7 separate regions of the Mus musculus genome follow, and all the other regions are linked to region 3. A link is a contact called in public Hi-C, HiCAR-type and promoter capture Hi-C data. All regions are on one chromosome and are shown on one strand. Each heading gives the region's core, a stretch centred on a gene start, on an enhancer-like site or on the middle of the called end of the contact. The rest is flanking DNA. Distances are from core to core; before and after follow the strand shown.

What was found. Promoter capture Hi-C pulls out the DNA fragments that hold promoters and counts their contacts. Hi-C and Micro-C count contacts between places; a contact is called where the count stands out from the background. HiCAR-type assays count read pairs that join an accessible place to other places. Capture Hi-C pulls out chosen DNA fragments and counts their contacts.
Region 1: a contact with region 3 is called in a promoter capture Hi-C map of second pharyngeal arch cranial neural crest. The contact joins the promoter of Idua here to the promoter of Golga3 in region 3. A contact is called at or near these places in 11 of 39 promoter capture datasets (the 3T3-L1 cell line, the C10 cell line, the SN4741 cell line and 7 more), 3 of 115 datasets of contacts at active chromatin or transcription factors (astrocytes, pancreatic cancer cells and stem cell-derived neural progenitor cells) and 3 of 9 other capture datasets (adipose tissue, embryonic stem cells and liver).
Region 2: a contact with region 3 is called in a HiCAR-type map of astrocytes, with 5 times the contacts expected there. The contact joins the promoter of Pigg here to the promoter of Golga3 in region 3. A contact is called at or near these places in 3 of 39 promoter capture datasets (hippocampal neurons and liver) and 3 of 115 datasets of contacts at active chromatin or transcription factors (astrocytes, cardiomyocytes and pro-B cells).
Region 4: a Hi-C map of uterus shows a contact between it and region 3, with 5 times the contacts expected there. The contact joins the promoter of Dr1 here to the promoter of Golga3 in region 3. A contact is called at or near these places in 2 of 39 promoter capture datasets (cranial neural crest and liver) and 1 of 484 Hi-C or Micro-C datasets (uterus).
Region 5: a promoter capture Hi-C map of liver shows a contact between it and region 3, with 8 times the contacts expected there. The contact joins the promoter of Atp5k here to the promoter of Golga3 in region 3. A contact is called at or near these places in 10 of 39 promoter capture datasets (the C10 cell line, cranial neural crest, frontonasal cranial neural crest and 6 more) and 4 of 115 datasets of contacts at active chromatin or transcription factors (astrocytes, forebrain, large pre-B cells and 1 more).
Region 6: a contact with region 3 is called in a HiCAR-type map of astrocytes, with 6 times the contacts expected there. The contact joins the promoter of Cplx1 here to the promoter of Golga3 in region 3. A contact is called at or near these places in 4 of 39 promoter capture datasets (cranial neural crest, frontonasal cranial neural crest, hippocampal neurons and 1 more) and 2 of 115 datasets of contacts at active chromatin or transcription factors (astrocytes and embryonic forebrain).
Region 7: a contact with region 3 is called in a promoter capture Hi-C map of adipose tissue, with 4 times the contacts expected there. The contact joins the promoter of Gak here to the promoter of Golga3 in region 3. A contact is called at or near these places in 10 of 39 promoter capture datasets (the 3T3-L1 cell line, cranial neural crest, frontonasal cranial neural crest and 6 more), 1 of 484 Hi-C or Micro-C datasets (liver), 5 of 115 datasets of contacts at active chromatin or transcription factors (the NIH/3T3 cell line, astrocytes, embryonic forebrain and 1 more) and 3 of 9 other capture datasets (adipose tissue, liver and pancreatic islet).

The regions. Positions count from the first base shown.
Region 1 is chr5:108,658,901-108,662,873 of GRCm38.p6, forward strand. It overlaps Idua (iduronidase, alpha-L), which reads left to right and starts at 1,431. Exons shown (of 15, transcript NM_008325.4): 1 at 1,431-1,598. Dgkq (diacylglycerol kinase, theta) reads right to left here and starts at 1,930. Exons shown (of 23, transcript NM_199011.2): 1 at 1,543-1,930. The coding sequence starts at 1,795.
Region 2 is chr5:108,310,959-108,314,929 of GRCm38.p6, forward strand. Pigg (phosphatidylinositol glycan anchor biosynthesis, class G) reads left to right here and starts at 1,855. Exons shown (of 13, transcript NM_001310689.2): 1 at 1,855-2,120; 2 at 3,001-3,206. The coding sequence starts at 1,967.
Region 3 is chr5:110,174,638-110,178,363 of GRCm38.p6, forward strand. It overlaps Golga3 (golgi autoantigen, golgin subfamily a, 3), which reads left to right and starts at 2,220. Exons shown (of 24, transcript NM_001347389.2): 1 at 2,220-2,285. Gm15787 (predicted gene 15787) reads right to left here and starts at 1,867. Exons shown (of 3, transcript NR_040431.1): 1 at 1,680-1,867.
Region 4 is chr5:108,267,500-108,271,111 of GRCm38.p6, forward strand. It overlaps Dr1 (down-regulator of transcription 1), which reads left to right and starts at 1,398. Exons shown (of 3, transcript NM_026106.4): 1 at 1,398-2,310. The coding sequence starts at 2,091.
Region 5 is chr5:108,432,975-108,436,590 of GRCm38.p6, forward strand. It overlaps Atp5k (ATP synthase, H+ transporting, mitochondrial F1F0 complex, subunit E), which reads right to left and starts at 1,425. Exons shown (of 4, transcript NM_007507.3): 1 at 1,352-1,425; 2 at 1,052-1,106; 3 at 757-855; 4 at 272-363. The coding sequence starts at 1,387. The coding sequence ends at 338. It overlaps Gm34319 (a long non-coding RNA gene), which reads left to right and starts at 1,427. Exons shown (of 3, transcript XR_003955776.1): 1 at 1,427-1,549.
Region 6 is chr5:108,548,261-108,552,193 of GRCm38.p6, forward strand. It overlaps Cplx1 (complexin 1), which reads right to left and starts at 1,767. Exons shown (of 4, transcript NM_007756.3): 1 at 1,629-1,767; 2 at 246-349. The coding sequence starts at 276.
Region 7 is chr5:108,628,155-108,631,643 of GRCm38.p6, forward strand. Gak (cyclin G associated kinase) reads right to left here and starts at 1,623. Exons shown (of 28, transcript NM_153569.2): 1 at 1,347-1,623. The coding sequence starts at 1,491. It overlaps Tmem175 (transmembrane protein 175), which reads left to right and starts at 1,656. Exons shown (of 11, transcript NM_001163532.1): 1 at 1,656-1,746.

The sequences.
Region 1 (3,973 bases), core at 181-2,680, 1.5 Mb before region 3:
CATTCTTAGAAAGAGACAAAAGTTTTCCATGGGATGCTCTGCTTGAAGGATGCTAGGAGAAAAGCGGATGACTAAGTAATGACCTAACAGGAATCTTCCCAGGCTCTCAATTTTCTCCACCTCAAAAGGTCTTGCCAGCTGCCTTCCCTGTAGGCTGAGACCGTCTTATGTTCCTGCAGGTGGAAGGCTCCTGCCCATACCCTTGTGAGGACAGCTACAACAACGCTGCTTAGAAGGGGCTCTGCACCCTCTTCTGGGTAACAGAACCTTGGGCTGCTATACATGAGGAGTTTGCTTAGGTTTCCTGATTCCACAGACCTAGGCTCAGGGGTCAAATCTGTGAGGGGTTCCTTGGATTCAAATCCTACTTTCATTATCTCTCAGTTCTGCAGAGATCCTAGGTCTAGCCTCCTATCTGTGGGTTTGCCTCCACTACCTTTACCTTCCCAGAATAGACTTAGACTTCAAACTATGCCTTCTATGACTTTCAGCCATAAAGTGAGTCAGAGGACCATCCTGCCTAGGCCACCTTTGTACGGCCTGGGGCATAGCTTCAGATATGCAGCTAAGTCAGTGTATACCTCACAGCCTCCATCTCAGTGGGACTCTGATATTTTAAGAGGGCAGATAGGACAGAGAAAAACAGGTGACCACTCCTATGTCACTACTAGCCCTGAGATCCCATGACAACCTTGCCATCCTCACTAGCAGAAGACACGCCTCTGTGAGGAGCTATGGCCTCAGTGATCCTGCCCAGAGCACACTAGTGTTCCCCAAATAGGGCAGGTTCATTGCTCCCACCTTCGGACCCTGGTCAGGTGACACTGTCAAAGGCCCAGATGTCCCCCACAGATTTGGGTCTCAGCTTCTTGTGAAGCTGCCTCTTCACAAGAGTAAGAATAAAAAGAGGGGCAGTCATGGAATTACCTGGAGAGCTGAGAAAGAGGTGCCATCCTCTGTCCTGCCCAGCCGGCTTGGCAGCTGGGTGGGAGCTGTGCTGGGACATGCCACAACTGTAAAGAAGGCTGGGCCTAGCTCTCCAAGCAGTTGAGCCTGAACAGAGCAGCATTAAATCCCTCTGTGCATCAGCATGCACTCGGGACAAGAATGCCCAGGACCCACAGCCAGCCACTCCTGCTGCCCCAGTCACTGACACGGGTCACTAGTGGGAGCCCCATTGCCCCAAGTCTCAGTCTTACCTTCATATCTCTATGCCCAGGCCCAACAACTGCCTCAGCACACACCTTGCCTCTTACAGCGCCTTTGCATTACAACAACAGCACTGCACTATGGCGACTCGGTCTCCACCTCCCACTAGGAAATCCTGAGATCTCAGGTCAAGAGAGGCCAGACCCAGGGTACCCCTCCTTCCTGACCTTAAAAGCAGGGTGTCACCTCCATAGGAAAGTCCTACTCAAACCAGAGTCTGTCTCTGTGCCCACCCACTGCCAAGAGGGACAGGTCTCAAAGGTCAGGGCAGTGTCCCGGGAAGGAGGGCATCGGCTCCTGGGAGCGGCCTTAGGACGCGGGGTGGACTCTCACCATCGCACAGGAAGCCAGCCAGTCCCCAGATGAAGTCCGAGCAGAGGTGGCAGAAGGTAGGCTTGGTGAGTGTCACCTTGCGAAAGCTGTGGCCAGGTGCTGCGGAGCCAATAGCTCTGCTAGTCCGCTCCGGCCCTGACCCCGGGCGTGTGCGGCCCGAGATGCCCAGCACTGGACTGCCGGCCGGGCTGCCAAGACGTGGGGAACCACTGCCCGGCCAGGTCCGGGCACCGGGCTCGGCTGCCGCCGCCATCCACAACCCGAGCGCCCCAGCTCCAAGCGCACGATAAAGCCAGGTCCGCGGTGTAGAGAGGGCCCTCGGCAGAGCCCGCTCCCGGCTTCCGACTGCGCTACCTAACGCGCAGGCTCACGTGGGCGGGGCCAGACTGGAGAGGGCCTCCTGAGGGGCGGTGCCGTCCTGCCAAAGGCGGGGCCTCTGGACTAGACAGAGGGGCATGGTGGCCCAAGAGGATTTGTTCTGACCTCCAGCGCCAGATTCTCCACACAGGATACTAGATATATGAGGCCTTTGCTCGTATAAGCATAGGAGAAGCTATATGGAAACATTCAGTGGGACTTCCACAAGCTCCTTTAACCCCTAATTCTACGCGCGCGCGCGCGCGCGCACACACACACACACACACACCCTCACACACACCATGGCAAAACTTTCTCCCACTGTGTTCCCAGGTCTTTGAGTACCTGCATGCAAGGGAAGGCCATCCACAGTAACCATAGCTTTGTGTTGTCCAGACAATGCCTATGACTTTGGACCTAGGAGTCATTCTGCCTCTATTGTCAGCAGCCCTCAAGGGCCCTGCTTCTATAGGCCGACTCTGTTTTGGAGTTGGGGAAACACTACTGGAATGGTGATCCAAAAAGTTCCTGGCCTCTAGCCTATTCCCAGTAGCCACAGAGTGCATCAAGGGAAGGAAACAGCGACGAGAGAGCTCTGTGTGTATGAGGACATCCTGGTCTATCTAGTGAGTTCTAGGATAACTGAGGCTATGTAGAGAGGCTCTGTCTTTTAAAAAAATATATATTTATTTTATTTTATCAGTATGATTGATTTGCTTACATTTTGTCTGTGCCTGGTGTCAGAGGAGGTCAGAATAGAAAACTGGATTTCCTGGAACTGGAGTTACAGATGTTTTTGAGCTGCCATGAAGGTACTAGAAATAGATCTAGGGTCTTCTACAAAAAAACAAATGCTCTTAATCTCTGAGCCATCTCTTCAGTTTCCTTAGTAGTCTTCTTAACAAGTCCTGGAAGTTTCTAGTACAATCTAAACTAGGTCTAGAATGTTTTTTGTCTCTGAGACTTACTGTCAAATAAGCTCACCCTTTCTTATGCTTCATGAACTCTTGCTGGCTGCTCAACTCTGCTGATCTGGCTCAAATTCCTCTCCAAGCTGACTGATTCAGTATGGCTTCTCTCTCGGCCTCTGACTTTTTGCCCTGCTTGACCTCAAACTAACTCCAGCAATCTATTCTACTCTTCTAACTCCTTCTCATTCTCTGGCTCATTCTGTCTTTACCTATGCCTAAATTGTTCTCTCTGTAAAACTCTCCCAGTAAAATTGTTTGCTTGCTTGCTTGCTCTTCCCCTCTTCCTCTCTTCCTCTCCCCTCTCTCCTGCTCTCTCTTAAATAGCTTTCCTTTCCTCTCTCTTCTTGTGAGATGTGGGCAGTCCTATTCTGTCAAATCATTCTCTGATTTACCACTTTGCCATTTAATCAGACATCATTTTCAAACATGGGTGCTTCCTTCTATAAACTAACTTTACCTTCATTGTTTGGAATTAAAGATGTGTGCTAAGGGCTAAGCCACATCATAACTAAAAAAAGATTTGTTCAGTAAATAACACAGTCTCAGGGTTTACAGTTTGATTAAATATCTTGCAATACTTCCCCTCTTATCACTAATAAGGAAATAACAGCTCAACTGTAGAATAAGCTACTTTTGGGTTTCGCTCTGTTACAAAAGATCCAGATTTGATTCCCAATCACTCCTCCATCATCTCCTCCTCCTCCTCCTCCTCCTCCTCCTCCTCCTCCTCCTCCTCCTCCTCCTCCTCCTTCTTCTTCCTGGAACTCACTTTGTAGACCAGGCTGGCCTCGAACTCAGAAATCCTCCTGCCTCTGCCTCCCAAGTGCTGGGATTAAAGGTGCGCCACCACCTCCCAACAGCTTAAAACCTTCTATAACTCCAGTTTCAAGATTATCTTCTGGCCTTTATGGCCACCAGGCACACACATGGAAAGTGATTCTTTAGCTTCTTAGTGAGTGATGCCATTGTGAACCTGTGGTTTTTCTAGGGTTCCTCTGTTCCTCTTCGCTAGTCTTTTTGCAGACTATATCTAGTGTGGTGTATGCCCGTAACAGCTCAGGGTGCTAAGAAACTGACCTTCTCCCAGATGCTAAGGCACATGG
Region 2 (3,971 bases), core at 605-3,104, 1.9 Mb before region 3:
AGGATAGTGGACTAAACCTCTGAATGTAAGGCAACCCCAATTAAATGTTTTCCTTTTATAAGAGTTGTGGTCATGGTGTCTCTTCACAGCAATAGAACATTGACTAAGACAAACTGTGACCCAGGATATTTAAGCCAAATAAGCCTTTTGCTCCCAAAGATGTTTTGGTCATGGTGTTTTATAACAGCAATAGAAACCCTAAGACAACATGTAACACTTCAAACTATATAGTCTGAAGTTTTAATTGGTTAATCATTCTTGTAGGAAGTTAAGTGTAAGGTGGTATTCTTTCAGGAACTTTTGTTCATAGAAGTTCATGTTTATGTGAAATGAGGAATAATGTACACACTGCAGTTGGTAGTCTAGCGGGACAATAGAGTTCGTGTCTTCTGTGTTTTGTTTTGTTTTTCTCTTCTGCTTAGTTGTTCTGTCCATTATCAACACTAGGATATTAAAGTGTCTAAACAGTGTTCTTCTATTTCCTATTTCTACGTTCATTTGTCAGGACTTGCTACATGTACTTTACTGATATTTTATGTGCACATGCATGTATATTCCTGTGGTACTGTCTTACTGATATTTTGATTTAATAAGACAGTGTGGTATTGTCATAAAAACACCTAATTAATAAACTATGTCATTAACTAATCACTGATAAATTCAAAGGCTACACACACACACACACAATTTATTTGTTTGTTTATTTTTATTCCCTTCCCCCCTCCCCCAGACAGGGTTTCTCTATGTAGCTGCTGTCCTGGAACTTGCCTGGAAGTCACAGAGATCCATGACATAATATTTTTAACACCACTCATGTTGGGTAAACATGCAGAAGAATGGAACTGGACCCTTCCTTTATACATACAGAAATATCAAGTAAAAATGGGTTAACCACTAAAATTTAATATCTGAAGCTATAAAACTCCTATAAGAAAAAGGTGAGAAGAAACTTCACCAAAACTGATGCTTTTTTTCCCCCTTAAACATATAACACCAAATTCACAGAGAATTACCACCAAAAAAAAAAAAAAGTACGTGTGATTATGGTAAACTGAAAAAAAAAAAACATGAACTAGATGAAAATTTAGCTTACAAATCAAATATAAAGGTTGCTATCCAAGATATTAAGGAATTCATACAACTTAACAGCAGCAAAACCTCTATCTTGTTCTTGGCTTCCTAGAAAAACAGAGTTCGTGAGAAGGGGTTTGGGTCTTTTGACTTACAGAAGCAAGGTCCGCAAGGAGAATGAGTGTGCACAAAGGAAGACAAGGCTGGGGTGGACTCTGTTCAAAGACCGGCTTCTGTCTCATTGCATGAGCCCGGGAAAATTCCCGCATCTAGAGCGGAAAGACCTTGCCTACCAAACACGTGGCCCCCTACGGTTTAGAGGTTCCTTCCAGAGGACAGCTTTCCAAAGAAGGGGAGCACACTCACTGATTGCCAATCGCATCAGGATCGCTTAATCTGCAGGCTTGCCCCAGACCCGAGTCTGTCAGAGTCGTCCTGTCAGAAAACTGGGGCCATAACACCAGGAGGAAGTGAGTAGGACTAATAATACACCAGAAACACCAGCAGCTAAATACTGCACCGACACTGGGCAGCGCTAGATGCGCCTGGCTCAAGGCGCACAAACTTGGAATCCTGAGATGGCGGGGCAGGTGCGGGGACTCTCGGTGGCACCGGAAGCGAGGCTCCCGAATGGATCAGCCGGGGATTCCGTGGACCTTTGGGTTCGGGAGGAGGCAGGGACTCCCGGGAGAATCACCCCGGGGCCGGTCCGCGGGGAACGTCGTCAGGGAGCGACCGCGGGCACTCGCCACTCTGACGTACTTCCTGTGCGCTGGGGCTGGCGAGGCAGGCTGGGAGGGAGCTCTTGACAGTCCGGGTGTGGGCTCTGGGTGCGGGTTTGCAACGCCCGCTGTTACACTAAGTTTCGGGCCGACCGGCCCAGCGGCAGGGCAGAATGCGGCTGGGCTCCGGGGCCTTCGCTGCCAGCTGCGTAGCGATTGAGGTGATCGGGGTCGCGATATTTATTCGGGGATTCTTCCCAGCTCCTGTTCGTTCCTCTGCTAGACCAGAGCACGATGCAGAGACCCCAGCGCCCGAACCCGTAGCAGGTATAGCCCCCCGCCCCCATCTCGGTGGTTCCCGCTTTCATTCTGCCCCACCACGGAAACAATTTGTATTGTTTTAGTGTTGTTTGTGTATCATACACCTTCGAGGCATTCGCAGCCTCCCGCCCCATGTCGACCTATGTGATAATCAGAGGATTCCCAGAGTAACTCCGACTTTGCGTCTTGTTTGCCGCTGTTCAGTGATTCGTACCCCTTTTCCTAATAATCCTTTCAATCACTACCAATTTAGGTTTCCAGTTTTGGACCCATAGGGCATAACAGGTGATGTTTCTTCAGATCTCCTCCAGTTTTCTACAACTCTCCCCCAGAAGACCTCCCGGCCCTCAGTGCTTAGGGCCTCTCTGCATTAGCACCCTAGTAGCCTCACCAACACAGAAATAAACACCTGATACCCACTCCGCTGCAGTGAAACAGGTCCATATAATCACAGCCACTGGACATGTAAACCCATAGGTTCACTGCCTGCAAGACTAGGCTTTAGGGCAAGCTCAGGGAGGCACAGTTTCCAACTGTATGTCTCTTAGGTAGAAGTGGCCCTGTCCTGGACTCTTCACCTTGCTAAGAGTAGTGCACTACACATTCCTGGGATACCTACTCATTGTTAACATACTGTCCAGCCTAGCCAGGAGATGCCCTTCTTGGTAGTCACCTGCAGGCTGGTTACAACCCTTGAAGGAACCTTCACAGTTGTCTTGTTTGGTTTCTTAGAAAATTAACACAACACTGGCTACCCAAAATGGGCCTTCTTTCAGGTTGAAATAGATTTGATGTGTGCTAGAAGAACAAAGGAAAAAGACATTGAAGGCAATGGAGTGCTGAATGGAGTTTAAAATTTAATTTCCCCTTTTCTAAATACTTTTAGGAGTCCGTTCGAACTGGACCAAGCTGCCACCACCTCTCTTCAGTAAAGTGGTTATTGTGTTGATAGATGCATTAAGAGATGATTTTGTGTTTGGGTCGAAAGGTGTGAAGTATATGCCCTACACAACGTATCTGGTAGAAAAAGGAGCATCTCATAGCTTTGTGGCTGAGGCAAAGCCACCCACAGTTACTATGCCTCGAATCAAGGTAAATTTAACTTGGTTAAATTTTATGAATCATGACTTGGCTCTTTTGAAGGTTTAGAGCGATTATTTAACCGACTTGGAGACCCTGTTTTAATAACATGGGAAATATTTCAGTGTTGTCAGTGTTGCTGGGCAGTGGGGTGCTGAGGAAATCCCATAATAAGGTAATCTTTTTACCCCTTGTTAAGTAGCTGAAGTTCATCCCTCATGGAAAGGGGGAGGGATTTAGAACCAGATTTTCCAGGCCACCGTAGTCCAGGAGGTATCCTCCTTTGTGGTGGCCTATTGTGTTCCTTAGTCGTCAGGCTTGAGGGAGCCTTTGGGCATATTCAGCCTAGTTCATTAACTGTATATACAAGAAGACAAACTCGGTCAAGTTAAATTATTTGTCAGAATTATACAAAATGATCAAAGAACTATGAACTGGTCTGAAGAGCTGTTACTTCTACTACATAATTTGTTGTTCAGTCTGATGAGGGCACTTCTGAAGTGCATTGTGCTTTACCTAAGAATTGTGGCGGGGGTGGGGGGTGGGGAGGCTGGAGAAATGGCTCAGAGGTTAAGAACACTGACTGCTCTTTCAGAGGTCCTGAGTTCAATTCCCAGCAACCACATGGTGGCTCATGACCATCTGCAATGGGATATGATGCCCAGTTCTGGTGTGTCTGAAGACAGCTACAGTGTACTCATATAAATAAAATAAAATTAAAAAAGAAGAGGAGGAGGAGGAAGTACTTAGCAACTACTAGGTGTTGATACTCTAATG
Region 3 (3,726 bases), core at 970-3,469:
TGACATGGCTTGTTTATCTCTCCTCAGGGTTCATGAGACAATCATCAAGAGTTCCAGGAAAATTTCTCCCAAGCCTTAGACTCTCTTCCAGATCCTCTCTCTTTACAGGAACTTCCACCTCCCTATTTCCTGCCTAAGCTCATAGGCTATCAATCTTTTATTGACAGGTGAAGCTTCCGTACACTGCACAAAAGATTGTCCTCTCTGAGAGTAACAGACTCCAGAAGCTCCCTGAAGTATGCAATATCCTTATGCCTGTGACTGGATAGTGTATGACTTGTCTTTCTGACATCTCAAAGTTTCTTGAAACTCCAAAGTAGATGCTGTCACACCACCCACACATACCATGAAAGCCCGCCTTCATGGTCTTCAGCATCTCAGAAAATTTTATGACCTTGTGACTCGGGTCAAAACCCAGGCATCATCCTTCTTCTCTCGAAGAGCAACTGCATTCTACGTGACAAGAATGAGCTCTGTTCCCACAGCCAGAGTTTGTGCCTGAGCCAGTACTTAACTCTGATCACTGTAGCCTTTGACATCTTTGAAAGATCTGCCTTTCCATTGTCACAGACCCTATGTGGCCATTCTCTAGGCTCACACCGATCTCCCCTCCTCGTGCTACTCGTATTTAACACTCTCCTAGATCTTCATCATGCTCAAACCTCTCGGGCAGGTTTGAAGCATCTTTCCACAGCTATGTTTTCTTTAGAAATTGACTCAGATTGATGAGATGTCTCTACATTTTTTTTAAAAAATTATTATTGTGTATGTATGTGATATGTGTAAATATATATGGTGAGTGTATTAAAGTGCACACGTTGAGATTAGAGGCCAACTTGTAGAGTTGGTTCACTTCTTCCACCACTATATAAGCTTCAAATTGCCAGTCTTATGCTGCAAGTGACCTTGCTTGCTGAGCCACTCACCAGGTTCAGAGAGGTCCTTTCTCAATAATCCATAAGATTGCAGAATGTCTACCCACCTGTCTCTTTATTCAGCTCTGACATCATCTACTCTCTTGTATGTCTGTTTTTTACTATTTCCCTCCAAGAAGTAAGTTTCCTGAAAGCAGACAGCATCTGGCAAAGTCCTTGGCACACAACAGTCCTCAGTAGATACAGCAGGTTCCCCCATCAACCCCTGGACATATAAAGCTGGGACCCTGTCAGTCCTTTTGTCTACCTCAAGACCCTTCAAATTTGTTCATTGACTGATGAGCAGAAACAAAAGGGAAATATCCAAACAATAGGATATTAGCAATAAGAACGAAGCACTAAAAGATGTACAACATGGATACAATTTGAAAAAGAACTCAAAGCTATACAGTATATGAACCCTATTGGTATGAAATGTACAGGCAAGGACACTCAGAAACAGAAATAATGATAAAATCGTAAACAGGAGCAAACTTTACAGCATGTAAATTATATCTTTGTAAAGCTTTGGTCATTTTTATTTGGGGTTGGAAATGTAGCTTGGAGGTGGGGAGGTTACTAGACATGTTCAAGGCCCAGGATACAATCTCGAGCACTGAAAACAAAATGTATACTTAGCATTTTCCCCATGTAGCAGTGGCAATAGTTTAATATTGTGTTGTGAGAACTTCCTCTCCTTTCCTATCTTCACATACTAGAGACTGAACCCAAGAGTTCTGAACTACACCGCAGACGTCTTTTTACCTTTTAAGACAAGTCCCACTTTATAGTCCAGTCAGTCCTCGAGCTTGTGATACTTGTCAGACTTCCTCGTGGCTGGCAATGCAGTCGCGTGGCGCAGTGTCCGGCCATGTATAACACTGGCAATAATACAAACAAGACTGACAAACACTTAGGAACAAGTTGTCAGAACTGTGGTGGAGGCGGTGTCTGGCGGGGAAGCCACGCCCCGGGGGCGTGGCCACGTGGATCGTCATACCCACCAGTCAGAAGGCCGCGAGGGGCGGGAGCGTGGCGAGTCCAACGTCACTACCACCGGAAGCGTTTTTCTTTTTTTGGGGGGGGGGGGAGGGTTGTCCTGATTTCGTCTCTTAGGCTGGAAGTTGTTCCTCTGAAGGGAAGGCACACAAAATTTTAAGTCCACTTTCTGAAGGATATCTCAATCTGTCCGGAGATCCATACCAACCCCAATTTGAAAGTGGCTACTGGCCGCTGAGGGCAGCCTCTCTTCCGGAACGAAGACCTCGCGGACCGTTTGTTTCCGGGGGGTTGCCCGAGACTGGTACCCTGTTGCGCCCCGCCCCTTGCACAGCCACGTCCTACCGGAGCCGCAGGGTTGGGCCGGAACCGGTGAGGGTTTTGGGGGCTATTACTGAGGAGGGTCGGGACCTTGTGGCAGAGGACCGTGGAGGAACTGTTGGGGCAACCCTGGCCGCGCCCAGAGAGGCGTACAGGGGCAAGGCGGATGCAGAGTCCGGTGAGGGTCGCGCAGACTTTGGGTCAGCCGCGGTCAGCTCAAGTCAGTTTTTGCTTTTACTCCGTGGGGTTGGAAACCTGCCTCGCAGCTGGGTTGTCAGTAAATGCAGAGACTGCTTCTGCACCCACGGAATGCGGTCTGCCCTGAGAGCGTTGCTACTGCTGCTTGGTTGGGTCAGCGTGTTTGAAGTCTGCTCCTTTTGCAGTTGATGACGAACGTGACATGGTGGCAAGTCGTACAGTGCGTGGGGGACTTAGGTTGTTTTGATTCTGGTGCTCAGAGGTGTTTGCTGAACATGGTCAGTGGAGTCAGTGACCAGAGAGAGCTAGGCGAACAGCTTACCACCTTCCCACGGGCGCTTACTGAATGTTTATAGAAAAAGAGGCCCTGTTTGTAAAAGGTCCCAGGATACAGTAGTGTTTTGGTCTCTGTTTTCATCACTTTCTGGTGGAGGTATACTGACAACTCAAAACAGTTGAGAGGATTAGGTTTGTGCAACCTTCGGAAGAGTTTACCTTTGAGTCAAGACAGGCCTCCATGACAAGAATCGTTTGTGCAAAATTATTGAGAGGAATGTCTCAAGAAAAGTGAACAAGAAGTGTAGAGACCCTATGGAGAGTCAGTTGTACTTCTGGATGCATGATATAGCCAGATAATGAAAAAAGACACAGCATGTGAGGGGTACAGACATAAGTAGGAACCCAATTAAAGTGGTCTCCGGTCGAGGCTAAGAAGTTTGTATTTTATTGTCAGTAGGACACTGTAAACCATTTACAAATGCCGCCTGACTTTTATAGTCCGTTAATGACTCAGATACAGTGTACCTTGAATGGAAAGAAAAGGAAAAGCCTGGATAGGGTGGCACATGTCTGTTATACCAGCTCTTGGGAAGTCAAGACAGGAAGACCTCAGCCAGCTTGAGGCCCATGCTACATAGCAATATTCTGTCTAAAAAATCCAAAAGCAGATCGGAAAGACTTCTGAGTGGTTGAATGTTATAGAGTCTGATGACCTGAGTTCCCTGGGAGCCCTGTGGTGGAAGGAAAGCATCCACTCTTCAGTTGTCCTCTGCCCTCCACACAACTGTGCGTATGAACACAGACACAAATCTGGAAAATCTTGTTTCTTCCCTATTTCTTATAAAAGAAAGGAAACAGAAGAAATGAAAGTTGCTCAGATTTAAAAATAGCTGGGTTTTGGCCAATTGCTTTAAGTAGTGTTTTTTTTTTTTCTCTCTCAAGTGAGAATATAACTGCAATTTGGCTCTTTCAACAGCTGTTGAAAGGAGAATTAATTACACTTGTTTAGCAGAGA
Region 4 (3,612 bases), core at 148-2,647, 1.9 Mb before region 3:
GTTTATAGAGTTCCGGGACAGCCAGGGGTACACAGAGAAACCATGTCTCAAAAAGCAAAAATAAAATAAAATAAAATAAAATAAAGAAAAGCTGGGGTTGCAGGTATAAACAATTTAGACAGTGGCTTGGGAGAACTCAGAAGCACTCTGTAGACATGACTCCCATATGAGAAAGTTTGCTTATAATATAGTAATAGCACAAAATGGCAGGCTAACCAGGTAACAGTTACCTAGGACTTAACATTCCATCTAGATTTTAATATTTTATCTAGGTCTTTATACATCTGAACCAAAATTTACTTATTTTGAAGAAGAAACTTGTTCTTTATAATCAAAGATTGAACTTACTAGCACTGATATAATGAAGAATATTTAGTTCCCAGCAAGCATTTTGGAGAAAATGTTGAATGAAAAAATTAACTCAAGGCTGGTGTTCTAGCTCAGTGCTGAAGCTGCATCTAGTAAGGTGGGTAGGAGGGGATGGTTGACAATGATAGTCTCCTGGAAACCAGACATCTTAAAGCATTGCCACAGTCCAGCTGCCAGTCTATCAACAAAGAACACGATGAACTAAACTGTGCACGTAGATTTAACTGGCTTAGTCCTTTCAAAAGTTACAACTTTCCACTATTAATTAATGTGACAGTATGTGAGGATTTGCGTGTGTTGAGACAGGTTTTTTCTGTATTGCCCTGGCTGTCCTGGAACTTGATTTGCCTGCCTGAGTGTCGTGTCCTAAGTGCTGGGATTAAAGGCGTGAGCCACTGTCGCCCAGCTGAGCTTATCTTAAAAAAAAAAAAAAGTGATTTCTGTGATGAACGTGGCACTAGTTATTAGTAATCACTTGGAACGAAGCAGATATCGGACTCTCATAAGATAAACCTTTTTTTTTTCTTGTCTTCCTTTCAAAAGCAAGTATGCAGAGGGCCATAGCTCATGGTATGCCAAACATTTTCATTACTTTAGATCAGACTACCAGTTTCCTGACTTAGCCACTTGTGGTACCGAGGACAGCCACTTCTTTGAAGGCTTCATTTCTTTCTCACAAATGAGAACAGGGAGCTCTGATCTGAATGCTGTGAAGTAGTTGTAAAGGCCTGTCCTCCCCACTCTGCTCTTTTCACTCCGCGCCCTAATCCCGACAGCTAAGGAGATAGGAAAAGGAAGTTCTTTAGTAAGGACCAGGGCTCCCCTGCCACGTGGCCCTCCGCGGGCCCTTCTGCCCGCAGAGCAAGCGAGCTCCAGGGCCCGACGGAGGAGACGCCGGGTCGCCGTGCGTGGGGGAGCGGCAGGCGGAAGCTGCGGGCTGCCAAGCCCCGCGGCTCCCGCCCGTCCGGGAGGGGGTAGGGGCGGGGCGTGCACACGGAAATCCATCGAGGAGGGCGGGTGGGACCTGGGGAGTTCGACTTCCGGTGGCGCAAAGCGTGCCGGGATCAGCTTGCGGCAAACCTCCTTCCCCGGCCCGTAGAGAGACCACCGTTAGCGCCGCTCCTGCTCGCACAGCCTGCTCTCGGCCACACGCTTGGCCGCTGCGGCTCCCGCAGTGTTCGGCCCGGTCCACTTGGTTTCCCAGGCAGCCGGCGTGCGCTCAGCTGCGGCTTCGGCAGACATGTTGTGAGGCGGCGGCGCGGGTGCCTGAAGGATGGTTTGGCCGAGGCGGCTGCAACCGCTGCTGGTGGCGGCGTCCTCGGGGGCTCCGGCTCTGTAGAGCTGACCCTGCTCAGTGTCCGCCCGGGACCGCGGCCGGGCGGGTATTCCTCTGTCTTGCGTGCGCTCCCGTGCCGTTTAGGTTCGGTTAGACGACAGCGCCAGTCCGTTTGAGGCGACACGCAGGGTGGTTCTCCAGCCCTGGGAGTGGTGTCCCTAGAACCCTCAGCCCCCTGACCTTTCCTTCATATTCCCACTAAAATCTCTCACACAGTGGGTGTTCCCTGCCCTCCAGCCCTCCTTCCTGGTTTCTGCACTCTCTTCTCTGAGCTTCCCGGACCCCAACATCCCTCTCCAGGGACAGCCTGTTGAGAAATCTTCGTGGAGTGGTGGACCAGAGGCGAGGAGTTTAAAAGTTGGGGCTTGAAAGACAGGAAGATACGATGGCTTCCTCGTCTGGCAACGACGATGATCTCACTATCCCCAGAGCTGCTATAAATAAGATGATCAAAGAGACTCTTCCTAATGTCCGGGTGGCCAACGATGCCCGAGAGCTGGTAGTGAACTGCTGCACGGAATTCATTCACCTTATATCTTCTGAAGCCAACGAGATTTGTAACAAGTCAGAAAAGAAGACAATTTCACCAGAGCATGTTATACAAGGTAAGCGATTTGTGTGGGATTTGGTTTCGATGAAGGATCAGGGGAACAGTCAAGCTAATAGAGTAACCACTTGGCGTCACAGAGCCTTCATTCCACTTCACTAGTAAGCACAGTTAATGAAAAGTCAAAACGGCATAGAGACAGCTTGTACCTTAAGAAAACACCTATGTAGCATTCTTCTGACATTGTTTTCATCCGGCTAGTGCAAATAAGGAGTGCAGACATTAGGGTCAACAGACATCCGCAACCCCTCACTAGTACAGTTTCCAATCAGGTCTTAAAACAACAAGAATTGACTGCCCACAGCTAAACGTGGATAATAACAACTGAGAAAGGAAACTCAAAGTTCTCTCTTGGAAAGTTAAATTTTAGAACTTCGAGCATGAGTTGAGTCAGAGAGTACCTCTCCCTCACCTGTATCGAGGAAAAGATTCATTTTTGAACACAGGGGTAGGAAAAACCCTTGGGCTGGTGACGGAGGTCAGTGGTGTATCATCTAGCAATCTTGCACAAGGGTCCTAGCATTGAGTTAAAAAAAAATATTGACATGAGTGTGTTAAGTGTTGTAAAGTTAATTGCTTTTCAAAAAGGAAGTATATTTTTGCTTTAAAATCGCTAAGAAGGTGGAACAGTCATCACCAGGTAACCAAAGCGAGCACCACATTTTTTTCTTTTTGACTCCCTCCAACTATTGATTGTTCTTTGAAGATTATTTGTAAAAGATGACTGGGGCAGGGCGGGAACGACAGTCCTGGGGCTTGAACGTAGGGCCTGACACACGCTAGTCAGCATTCTGTTGCCGGTCCTTCTCGCCTGCTGGTCCCCTTTGGATGTGTTTATACATTTATCTTTTATTGAAAAGCACATCTAAAAGTTTCGACAGTTTCTTCCTTATGCTGGAAAAGACTAGGAGACTTTGATGGTTACAGGAAAAGGAGACAAAAGTGCTCTTGGCAAATTTTGGGAAGTACTTTCTGTGGTTTTTCATGAACTCTTAGGAGAAGGTTGCATTCAGTTTGAGACAGTCACTTCTGTTTTATAATAATCTATTGGAAATGCGAACAATTTCTTGATTACTTTTATTTAAAGTTAAAAGGAACAAATTTAATCATACTCGGCAGGTAGTTCTCTACCATTGCCTTTTTATAAAGTTAAGTGTTAAATAATTTTACTTTCTTGTTAATGTCAAATAGAGAGCACATGTATTCGTATGGAGCATATCCATTTTACACCGTCAATATTGACAAGAAGATCAATTGATTAATTTTGAGCCTTTATCCTCTGCTGATGGTAGATTAAAAA
Region 5 (3,616 bases), core at 175-2,674, 1.7 Mb before region 3:
AAGAGTGCAGATCAGAGCAGAGCAAGCTGCTTCCAGGAGGCTAGGCCACTCCAGGGATTACCCCGGCATCCCTGGAGCCCTAATTTGGCCTTACCACTGCACCTTCACATGCCCCAGCACTTCTCGCTTTGTCTGTGTGTCTGGTAATGATCATTAATTCCTTTGAAACTCCACCCACTGCACCCCACCCCCGACCCTCCCTACCCAAGGAAAAGCCAGGATGCAACCACAGAGCCGGTACCTAGAAGCAAACAGTAAAGAGAGAGGAAGCCACAGCATCACACAATGAAGCTTTATTCGTTCTCAACGACTAGAGAAAAGCAAGCTCGCTGACGCCTCACTTGAGAATGCTGTCATCTTGAGCTGAAAAGTGAGAAGAGACCATGTCAAACATTATACAGACTTGGGCCACCTTACGGGGACTTGGGCTTTAAACAATCAAGAATCTAATTCCAAGAGAACCCTAACTTCATTACTAAAACCATCCTTTGCATCCCCAACTGCCTTCTCCATCTGACTGGAATCCACAGGAAGTCAACACAGAGGGGTCAGAGAGCCTGCTCAGCAGTAACCTCTCGAAAGGCAATTTGCAGATGCTACCCAAGAGAAGGGGCAGTATGCCTCTCACACTCCACTGGGCTCCACGGAGGACAGCACTGGACAAAACAGTCATGGGATGAGAGGCAGCCCCTGGTCCACTAAGCAGCAGCTACTTCCAGAAAACTCGGGGGTGTTGGGAGAGGCTAAAAGCCATACCTTCCGCCAGTTCTCTCTCAATCCGTTTCAACTCATCTAGTCTCTTCTTTTCCTCCGCTGCTATTCTCCTCTCCTCCTCTGCCCGGGGTTTTAGGTAACCTGGGGGGGAGTGGAAGCAATTAACTTCTCTGAAAATGCTGCTTCGTGAAAAAGCCGACTCCAAAATCTCCAGATAGCTGTTCCCACCTGCCCCCCTCTAGGGCCTGGCATCATCTCCCTCCCAAGGAACTGCAGGCTCGAGCAGTGTCACACAGCCTTTCACCCGGAATCCCGTTCTCCCGGTCCCCAAACTCACTGTAGCGCTTGGCGCCGTATGCCATGCCGATGATCAGAGCGGAGTACCGGCCGAACTGCAGAAGAAAACATTATAGTAGAAGGCACACCGAGGGAACAAGGGGATCGCAGGGGTCGGACATCGAGGAGTACTGGGAGAGGGAGTACGGGGCGGGTGTGTGTGCAAGGGTTGCAGGGCCGGGATTGCTCGAGACCACAGCCAGCAGTCCCAAGGGTGGGCAATGCTAAGTCACGGGAGGGGAGGGGAAAGGGGGCATAGAGGAGCTTTGAGCACCGCGCAACAACGGGGATGAGGATTCACCTTGATGAGTGGAGAGACCTGAACCGGGGGCACCATTTTGTCCGTGACCTTCGCGCCGGAAGCTCAACTGAGGCGGAAGACAGAGAATGAAAGCCGCCTCCTGAAGCCAGAAAGGCGCATGCGCCGCAGTGAAAGCGCTGCCCCCTAGCGACTGGAGGATAGCCGAGCGTTCCCACGGGGCTGGTTACTACTCTCCAGGTAGGAAGTCTAGGCTGTTAGTGTAAGCTGGCTTCAAAAGGGTGGTGACACAGAGCCTCGTTACTTCAGCACCGGCGTGTAATGACTGACCAGCCCTGGAATCTGTCGCCCACCTGTTGTGGACTGGAGCACGCAAACAATCCCTTTATCTCTTGGAACAGACGAGCACACCTGGCCGACTCCAGCGGCCCATTGGGTGCGGTGGGTTTGGGCATGAGATTACAGAACTTGTATTGGCCCTTCCTGAGAGGTCAGCAACCTTCCAGGGCTTTCCTGCAATTTCCGGCATTGGACACATATGTCCTCCGACCAGTGTTTTCTCGCCCAGAGCTCCTAATTTCCATTGGGCTTTACAGGTAATGTTCATCCAAATGAGGCTAACCCCTGCATCTCCCTGCCCACACTCTCAGGACTACAGATCCTGAGTCCTATTGACCTCCTTTTCAGGCCTCATAGAGACTGACCATGGAGCACCCAGATTGCCAAACTTACCTTTCTGCAGTCCATGTCCCCAGAGTGGGTACCTCTCTAGCAGCCATGTCGGTCTAGACCAACCCTTTGTGATCCCTTTGGCAAACACTTATCTCCAAAAGTATTTACATTATGACCCATAACAGTAGCAAGATTACAGTTATAAAGTAGCAATGAAAATAATGTTATGTATGGGGAGGGTCACATAAGGAGCTGTATTAAAGGGTCACAGCATTAGGAAAGTTGAGCATCATTGGCCTGGGATGGGGCAAGATGGAGACAAGGTGATTATCAGCTGTGTCTATTGGCAAGCATCTTTGTGTACATCTGTCATAGTATAGATTGTAGCCACCCACTGAATGGCTGGCTTTACCCCAATGCCCCATAGTGACTTGAAATCTTCCTAAGGCTGTTGATTGAACCAGCCTCCTCAGTTTTGCATTGCACCAGGGCTTGGAAAGGTACACAGTCTGTAGGGATGGGGTATCTTTTCCTGACTCTTTATAGTCCATACTTATAAAGAGAACATAATTATGAATATAAAGTGGATAAAATGCAGCAATGAAAACTGCAGGACTCATAATAGGTACCCAGCTCTCCGGGGCCATCAGAAGAGGAACCATTGCCCTAGGCTCTGGAACTTTGCCTACATTTGATCTGGAGTCAAAGCCCTAGTTCTTCTCTGTTAGAATCCTAGAAATGTTCCTAAACTGAGACGAGAATTACCCAGGCCATGTGCCACAGGTGCTCCACATACTCTTACCTTGCCTTTGAGACGTTCCTCACTCCCATCCCTACCTGAGCCACAGTGAGATTCCTGCCCTCCTGCCAACTCACTGCTCCCCAAGGAAGCTGCAAAGGCATGCTAACCTACAAGGCACCAAGTAAACTTCCTCACCCCTCATGGTCATCTACACATTGAGCCCCCTCCCTTCCCTGATCTTGAGCAACTGGTTAGATAACTTATGTGATCAAACAGGTTTCCCTCATTAAATCTTAAAATAAACCTGACTCCTTAGCAGCTCAAGCTTCCAGAACTGCAAGTGTCTTTGGGGGTCCAAGGGGAGTGTGGATTGAGGGGTGGGTACCAAGGGGAGTGTGGATTGAGGGGTGGGTACCAAGGGGAGTATGGATTGAGGGGTGGGTACACAGAAGCTACATGGCGTAGAGGCAGAAGAGGCTTACAATACACACATTGGCACAAGCATACACACGGATGGCTTGACATCTGCTGTTGCTTGGGGTCATTTGTCAGGCAGTGGAAGTGGTTAAGGTTCCACATAGCTCAGGACACCAGTAGGAGGATTCTGCACCTGTTGGGGACAGCTGTGTGCAGAATCTAAATATTCCCAGTGTGCTGCTATCTTTAGTGCTGTGCCCAGGCTCAGCCAAGATCCTCCCTTGGGTCTTGCCCTCTCAAATTCAGAGCTTACCACCCCTGTAGCTGGGCTGAGCCCAACTGAGGCCCTTTACTCTCAACTATCATTCCCACACCTGGACAAACACCCACCTCTGGTAATGTGGAAGATGTCACAGTTTAGAAATGTACCAGGGTAGGAGTTACCCAGCTATCAGATGCACAATCCATTCCCACTT
Region 6 (3,933 bases), core at 517-3,016, 1.6 Mb before region 3:
TCTCATATTAAATCCCAAGGCTTGAGTCACCAGGGGATTCAAAAGTACTGGGCTGGGGGACTGCCTTAGGCTTGTTCAGAGTGTAAGCAACCATCTGCAGAGCCTGTGCGTGAGGTCAGAAGTGGTCATGCAGCCATGTGTTTTCGTGCCACTGCAGTGGTGGAGACATGTCTCTCTGAGTATCAGGTGTCTGTGTATCGCTGGAGGCCCAAACCCATGCGCCCCCCCCCTTGCCCACCTCCTACCTCCCAGGGCTTGTTTCATCACGAACTCCATGGTGATGGCTTGGTTCCTCAGGAGCCACTCCCGGGGTCAGATTTCACATTCAAGTGTGGTCAGGGTCTTCTGCCTAGAGAGAGTAGGTGGTCATAGGTACCCTGACCAACCTTTCCTGAGACCCTCATCTACTCCTTGCTCTCCTCTCCACTATCCCAAGAGTCTAGGGTGAGAGGCTTTGTTCCCACACCCAGACCAGGATGGCAGGGTTCAGAGCCCAGCCAAACCAACAGTTATCTTGCTTCTTCTGGGGTTTCTGAAGGAAGCTTTTAGATGCCACTGCAGCTCACAACCTGGGGCCACCAGTTACTGGAGACTGGCGCCAGCCTCCTCAAGCGGGGGTGGAGCCCAGGGGGCATTTGAAGGTCAATGCTCCGCTGTAGCACCCAGGTTCTGGCTGCTCAGCCTCCTTGGCAGTTTTGGAGCTGTGGGGCAGGGGTCCCTCTGGGGAAGAATTGGAGAGACAAGTCCATGAATGTCCCTCAGGAAAGGTCCTTATGACTTCTGACTAGTCTCAACTATATCTGTCTCTAGAGAGACTCTGGAGGCCCACAGCAGAACTGGCCCTGGATGGAGTCCCCGTCTTCCAGTGGGAGGGGAAACAGATGACCCACTCCTGCTTCTGCATGGGGTAGGGCAACCCAAGTCAGAATGCCCAGCGTGGACTAAAGTGCCAGCAGCATTTAGAAAGGTGCTTTCTGTAATGCCAACAGCTGCAAAGACATCCCTCTTTGTAGAGTCTTTCCTATCAGGGAACCTGGTCCTGAGGGATCCAGTGTTTCACAGGTTTCTCTCTGCGGAATGAGACCCGAAGGGGTGCCAGGCAGGAAGAGTGTCCGAGAAGCTAGGGGTTCAGGGATGCCTTTGCAGCAAAGCCAATTGCCTTCTAAACTTCTCTCTGTTTCCGGGAATCGGGGGATGGGGGCTCCGCAGGGCCAGCTGTAGAGAGGCTAGGACGCTGCGGAGATTCCGCAAAGACCAAGGCATCCCGTTCTCTCGCGGCCGCCGCACCCTTTGCTTTGCTGGGCGAGGTGCCCGACCGGAGCACGGCCTCAGGCCGGAGCGCGCCAGGGAAAGAAGAAAGAAAGAAAGAAAGAAAAAAGATGCCTATGGGAAAGGGAATCAAGGGCCGTTTCAGCACCTCACGATGGACAGCGCCTTTCAGGCTGAGCAACCTTGGGTCTGAAAGACAAGGAACCAAGAGTAGGGGAACCTAGGATATGGGTAGGAGACCCACGGCTAGAAAGCGGGGATCCAGAAAGGGAAGCCCAGGAGTCGGGAAGAAAACTGGGCTGGGAAGGGGAAAGGAGGGAGCCGGTTAAGGTCGGACTGGCTGCTAGGGCGCCGGTTACCTTCCAAGGTGGACGATCAACAGCAGCGCGCTCTCAGGCCGGCGGGGTCCATGTGGCGCTCTGTGCTGCTGCGGCGGCTGAAGGACACCGCGAGGAGGGCGCGTCACTCAGAGGCGCCCCCGCCCGCGTCCCGCATGACGAGGAGGGCGGGGCTCGGCGGAGGTAGGGGGGGCAGCCGCGCCCCCGGTTCCCAGATCCTGGCCTGGCGCGCGCGACAGCTGCATTAGGGGCCCCTCTTTGGCCTGGGCCACTCTCTCCACACCGGCTTGGAGACCCTCCTGAAGTCCTACTGAAGCGCCCTCCTGAAACGCTGGGAGAATGCAGGGATGGGGTCACCATCCCTAATCTACCAACCACGTTTGCTCCTGACCGGGTTTCTTTGCTCTTTGCTGGCAGGGCGGGAGAAGGCGAGCACAGCCCGAGACCCCCGATCGAGCAAGATAGGCCCACACATCCAGGCTTCTCCGGTGTGCAGAGCCGCCAAATGTGGCTTTGGTGGGATAGAAACCCCAGTCAGTCAGGGACGCCTGAAGGTCACTGCGGACATGGATGGGCGGGGGCTCCTGGGAGACAGCCACAGCCCCGCCTCTAGGCCGCCCCTTCCCCTGGCACCGGGATTTCAACTCTGCGGCAGCTGCACTGCAGAGCCCAGTGGCCACAAGGTTGGCCTGGTATCCCTGCAGTTATCCTGGGGGGCTTCTGTGAGGCAATCGTCTTCGCAGAAGTCAGAGCATGTGGGGACACCTAAGCTGTTTTTTATTCTGGCTAGCCAGGTGGTAATTCCTGACCCGCAGAGTCTAGTGCTGATGGCCATTGCTTTAACTGTTAATGTTCCTCCTGGCTGAGTCATTCTTAAGGATTAGGTTGTTCTTGACCTTCACCCAATTCAGTGAAACTTCTTGCCTCATGAGTATTCCCCCTTCACCAACATTCCAAAGCTGCCCCAGGGTGCTTGGTGGCTTGAATTCGAGGGCTAGGGGTGGGGAGTAAGGGAGGGTCCATTCCAGACTTGCTTTTATCAGTTTTTGTTCCTTTGACCTAGCAGATTCAAAGTAGAAGAGACCAGGAACGGAGCTGGAGTGGAGACAAGAAGAGAAAGTGTTAAGCCCCACACCTTCTGCCCTGACTTCAGCCTGGGGCCCTGGAGTTAAGGATACTGTCTGATCCCACTGGTGAAGTGCCTGCACTGCACACAGGCATATGCCTAGGAGGAGAGGATCATTTAGGAAGTTGGGCATGACTCACATCAGACACAGAAGAGTTAAGTCTCCCAGTGCCCTTCCTACTGGCACTGTCCATCTCAGTTCACCCACCACACTCATGGTAAGGTTGGTTGATGCCCAGAGCCTTGTTCAGGCCCAGGACTGATGTCCTGTGGAATGGGGTCACCTGCACACAGATGTGCCCAGTCTGGCTCATTCTGTGTTTTCGGAGTCTATAGTAGCTAGCAAAAGCAAGGGCCACAGCAAGACAGACTCATTACTTCTCACCTGCTTTTCTTCTCCCCGCCACGCCACCAGATGGACCTGACCTTCTGTCAGCAATCCCATAGAAGACCCTGGGTTAACCTCTTGAGACAAAGCAGGCCAACCTAATCCATTCATAGTCCTGAGCCCAGCTGAGATTATTAGAGGCAAAGGACCCTAGGACTAGTGGGCTTCCACTTTTACTTCCTCTGTCTCTGGCTGTCTCTGCCTTCCTGTGTCTACCTTTGTCTCTCTATCGTCTCTATATCTGCTGTTCTTGTTTTTATGTCTCAGTGTATCTCTCTTTGTTTCTCTGTCCTAGCTTTTTTTCCCTCCCTCCTGTATGGGTGTTTGTCTGCATGTCTGTGGACCACATGTGCATCTGGTGCCCACAGCATCCAGGAAAGAGTGTTGGATCCCCCTGGGACTGGAGTTACAGATAGTTGTGAGTTACCATGTGGGCACTGGAAATCAAACCTGGGTCCTCTGAAAGTGCAGCCAGTGATCTTAACTATCGAATCATCTCTCCAGTTCCCTAGTTTAATTTTGTATATGTGTTGTTTTGGTATTTATTTATTTATTTATTGGGTTGTTGTTTTCAAAGAGGTTCTCATGTGTTACAGGCTGGTTTTGATATATAGGCAGTGATGACTTTTGTATTTGACCTTCACACTCCTGGCATCACCTTCCAAGTCCTCAGAGTACAGTACAATGCCATTCCCAGACTCTGCTGAGGGAAACAGGCAAGGAGAGTGACAGTCTCAAGTTTGAGTGAGAGAACCCTGGGAGATGGCAGTTGCTTGGGCTTGAGAAATCGTTCAGTGCAGTGCTACCCTAGG
Region 7 (3,489 bases), core at 373-2,872, 1.5 Mb before region 3:
ATAATAATAATAATAAAAAGGCACAGTGAGTGCCTGAAGAAGATTTATTCTCTTGCAGAGGAGAAGAGCAACACTGGATTCCTAGCAACCATACAGAGGTTAACGACTGTCTCTAACTACATTTCCAGGGGATCCAATGTCCTCTTCTGGTCTCAGCAGGCAGTACACATAGATACTGTCCAGTGATGGAGGCAGGCAAAACACCAGTTTTTTAAAAAAGTAAATCTTAAAAAAAAAAAAATCATAAAAGAGAAAACACGATTCCATCACACAAGCTGACTACAGAGCCTGTGTGAGGAAGCTACAAACTCAGACTGACCTCAAGACACAGAACTATGGAACTGTCTATCAAACAAGGTTCTTTTTGTTTGTTTGTTTTTCGAGACAGGGTTTCTCTGTATTGCCCTGGCTGTCCTGGAACTCTCTCTGTAGACCAGGCTGGACTTGAACTCAGAAATCCGCCTGCCTCTGCCTCCCCAGTGCTGGGATTAAAGGCGGGTGCCACCACGCCCGGCTCAAGCAAGGTTCTTAAAGGTTACAGCTACGGGCTCTGTTTCCTGTACCTTATACGAGGTCACTACAGAAAAAACTCAATAGGTGAGGCACTTAGGCTATAAAAGAAAACAAGACTGTAGGGCCCCAGTCTATCCTCTACCTCATCAAGCAAGGGAAGACTCTACAGGCCCCAGAACTCAGCAGCACAAACACTGCCATCTCAAGACAGTCCTCGGGATGCAACAACAACGCTGGATATGATACAATGAATAACAGCTTATGACCCCAGAGTGACTGTGCTCACCTTCTGACCTGACTCCACCTTTGAATCTTTCTGTATATGCCCCAGATACAGCTTTGACCCTAAGCAGAGGTGGTCCTTCCAGACCCAAGCCTCCTTTACTGGATAACCACCTGCTAGCATGACCCTTGTACTACTAACTCTACCCACCAGGAAGTAAGTGTGCAACCCGAAGCAGTCTATCCTCTGCAATCACCACCAAAGGCCTTAACCCACAAGCCCCTGTGGTCTCTCTTCCTGGCAAGACCCTTCTCCGACCTGATTCACACCCCAGCAGTGGCCCTTCATAGCGATGGCCTGATTTACATCCCAGCAGTGTCTTTTCCCGCAGACCCTGCCCGGAGAGATGACTCCCTGCGGCCCTGATCTGACCCACACCTCAGTCGTGACTCTCTAGGTCTCAGACTTGATTCACACCCTGGACACGATCCTCCTTGCTGCCCCTGCTTAAAGCGGTGACCGTCACGCGCCCTGACTCGAACCACACCCCAGCAGCGACCCTCCTGGGCTGCTCCTGCCTCCCGCGGCCTGGCGACGCCTTACGCCTCACCCTCGGCCAGGACCCGCCGCACCCGCAGACGCAGCTCGCCCAGCTCCACTGTCTGCCCCACGAAGTCACTCTGATCACGGCCCGCAGCTCCGCCAAGAGAACCAGGGCCCGCCAGGAAGTCCAGCGCAGACTGCAGCAGCGACATGGCGTCGGCCGCTCCGCGGCAGCGGGAGCCAGGCTCCAGCTCCGCACTGCCGGGTTAGCAGCTGCGGGCGAACAACCCGGCCATCTTCCGCCCGCGCCGTGACGTAAATCAGAGAGCGAGTTGCGTCCCGACGCTGCGGCCCCGCCCTGACGCAGCAGGCGGAAGGGCGCGTGTTTCTGCAGAGCCAGCAGCAGCAGCAGGCGCAGGCGCAGAGGGTGCGATCCTACGGACCTCAAGCTCCTAGGAGGCACGGAGGTAGGGCTGTCGCCATCTGACCCTAACCTCATCTGGTTGCTTCCGCTGGCCCAGGTCCAGCCTAGGTGGCTAGAGCGTCGCGGGACGTTGGGCGCGCGCTGCGGACCGCCCCAGAGCCCGCCGCTCGCGCCTGACGCCTCAAGGTAAAGCGAGGCCTGGAGCCCACCCTAAGTGTCCCTAATGCCCGGTTTAGGAGAGGAGGGTATCTTGCAGACAAGCAGCCAGCCTATGAGCCACAGACACTTATGTTTTGGTCCACACAGGTTTGGGGGAGGATGAACTAGTTGCTAGAATTAAGACCGAAAAACGTAGTTTTAAAAGGGGGCGGGAGAAAGCTTCACAACGTGTATACAAAAGTCACCTGGCAGCACTGGACGCAGAATCCCGTGTGATGTCAAACACTTAGAGCTGTCCATCTCAGGTGAGGCAAAGTCATGGGATTCCCCACTCGTCTCTGTACCTCCGAGGTTTCTGAAGCCATATGAAGTTGCAGAGCCTTGGGTAGAGTTTGTGCTTTTGGACTGAAAAATGGATCCTTAAGCCCAAATCAACATCTTAACTGTCCCAGGATTGTATGCTATTAAATACGCCTTGGGGGGGGGGGGGGCGCTACCTGCTCTTTAAAAAGTCAAGTAGAAAAGAAATGAAAGATTATCATTAGTATACAGTGAGGTACGTGGTAGGTGAGACAGTAGTTTCCTAGAAATGGTGAAGTGGAAGCTTTGGATAACACCTGGAGGAATAAAGAACTGATGAAGTAGAGATGGTACCTGTAGGTAACTGAGGAGATTTGTGAAGAAGAGTGTGGGAGCTGAAAGGGCAGTGTGGTGTTAACATGATCTTAGATGGGAGACTTGAGCAGCCTAAAGCCAATGGGAAAGAGTGAAGTCTTTCCAGTATAGTGGAGAGGAGTACTGTCTCAGAATAGTAGGACAGTCAAGTCACATCCAGATAGAGGATATGTAGTGTTGGTATAGAAATGGCACCTTTCTATAAGAGAATCACTTATAAGATGCAGGGAGGAGGAAGTAGCTACGGCTTGCAGTTGCAGGTAACTTTATGTTATTACTGGAATGAAGTTGAAGGGATTTTTTATTTTTTGGTGGCTTCAGATCTCATTATTTAGAAGGAAAATAAATCTGAAAGCAAAAGGAAAAAGTAGGGAATTGGAGGCTTGGTAGCCTTCAAGAGACCTAAAACATCATGAGAAACATCATGAACAATTCACTACAGCGTATAGTGAAACTTGACACCATAAACTCTTGCTGGCATGACCTAGGACAAGTGGAAATTTCTAAATCATGTAATTATAGATCAATTTTATGGCATTGTAGTAGATGCCATTCCAAGACCATTTTAACTGGAACTGCATCTTGTGGTCTCTCGTGATCCCACCTCATGTATGAACACATACAGATTTAAAACTGAATCCGTGCTCTTCCTCCACCAACACATTCTCTTGTGGTAGTAAAAGATATTGCCCAAGAGTAAGTTATTTTATAATGATGAAGGGGTGAAATCATAAAAAGAGTGCATCAGGGCTGAAGAGATGGCTCGGTGGTTTAGAGCTCTTGTGCTTGCAGAGTGCTGGGGTTCAATTCCCAGCATCCACATGGCGGCTCACAACCACTTATAACTCCAGTTCCAGGGGATTCAGCGCCCTCTTTAAACTTCTGTAGGCAGTAAGTATGCATGTGGTGCACATAGGTATATGCAGGCAAAAGTCATACACACAAAAAAAAA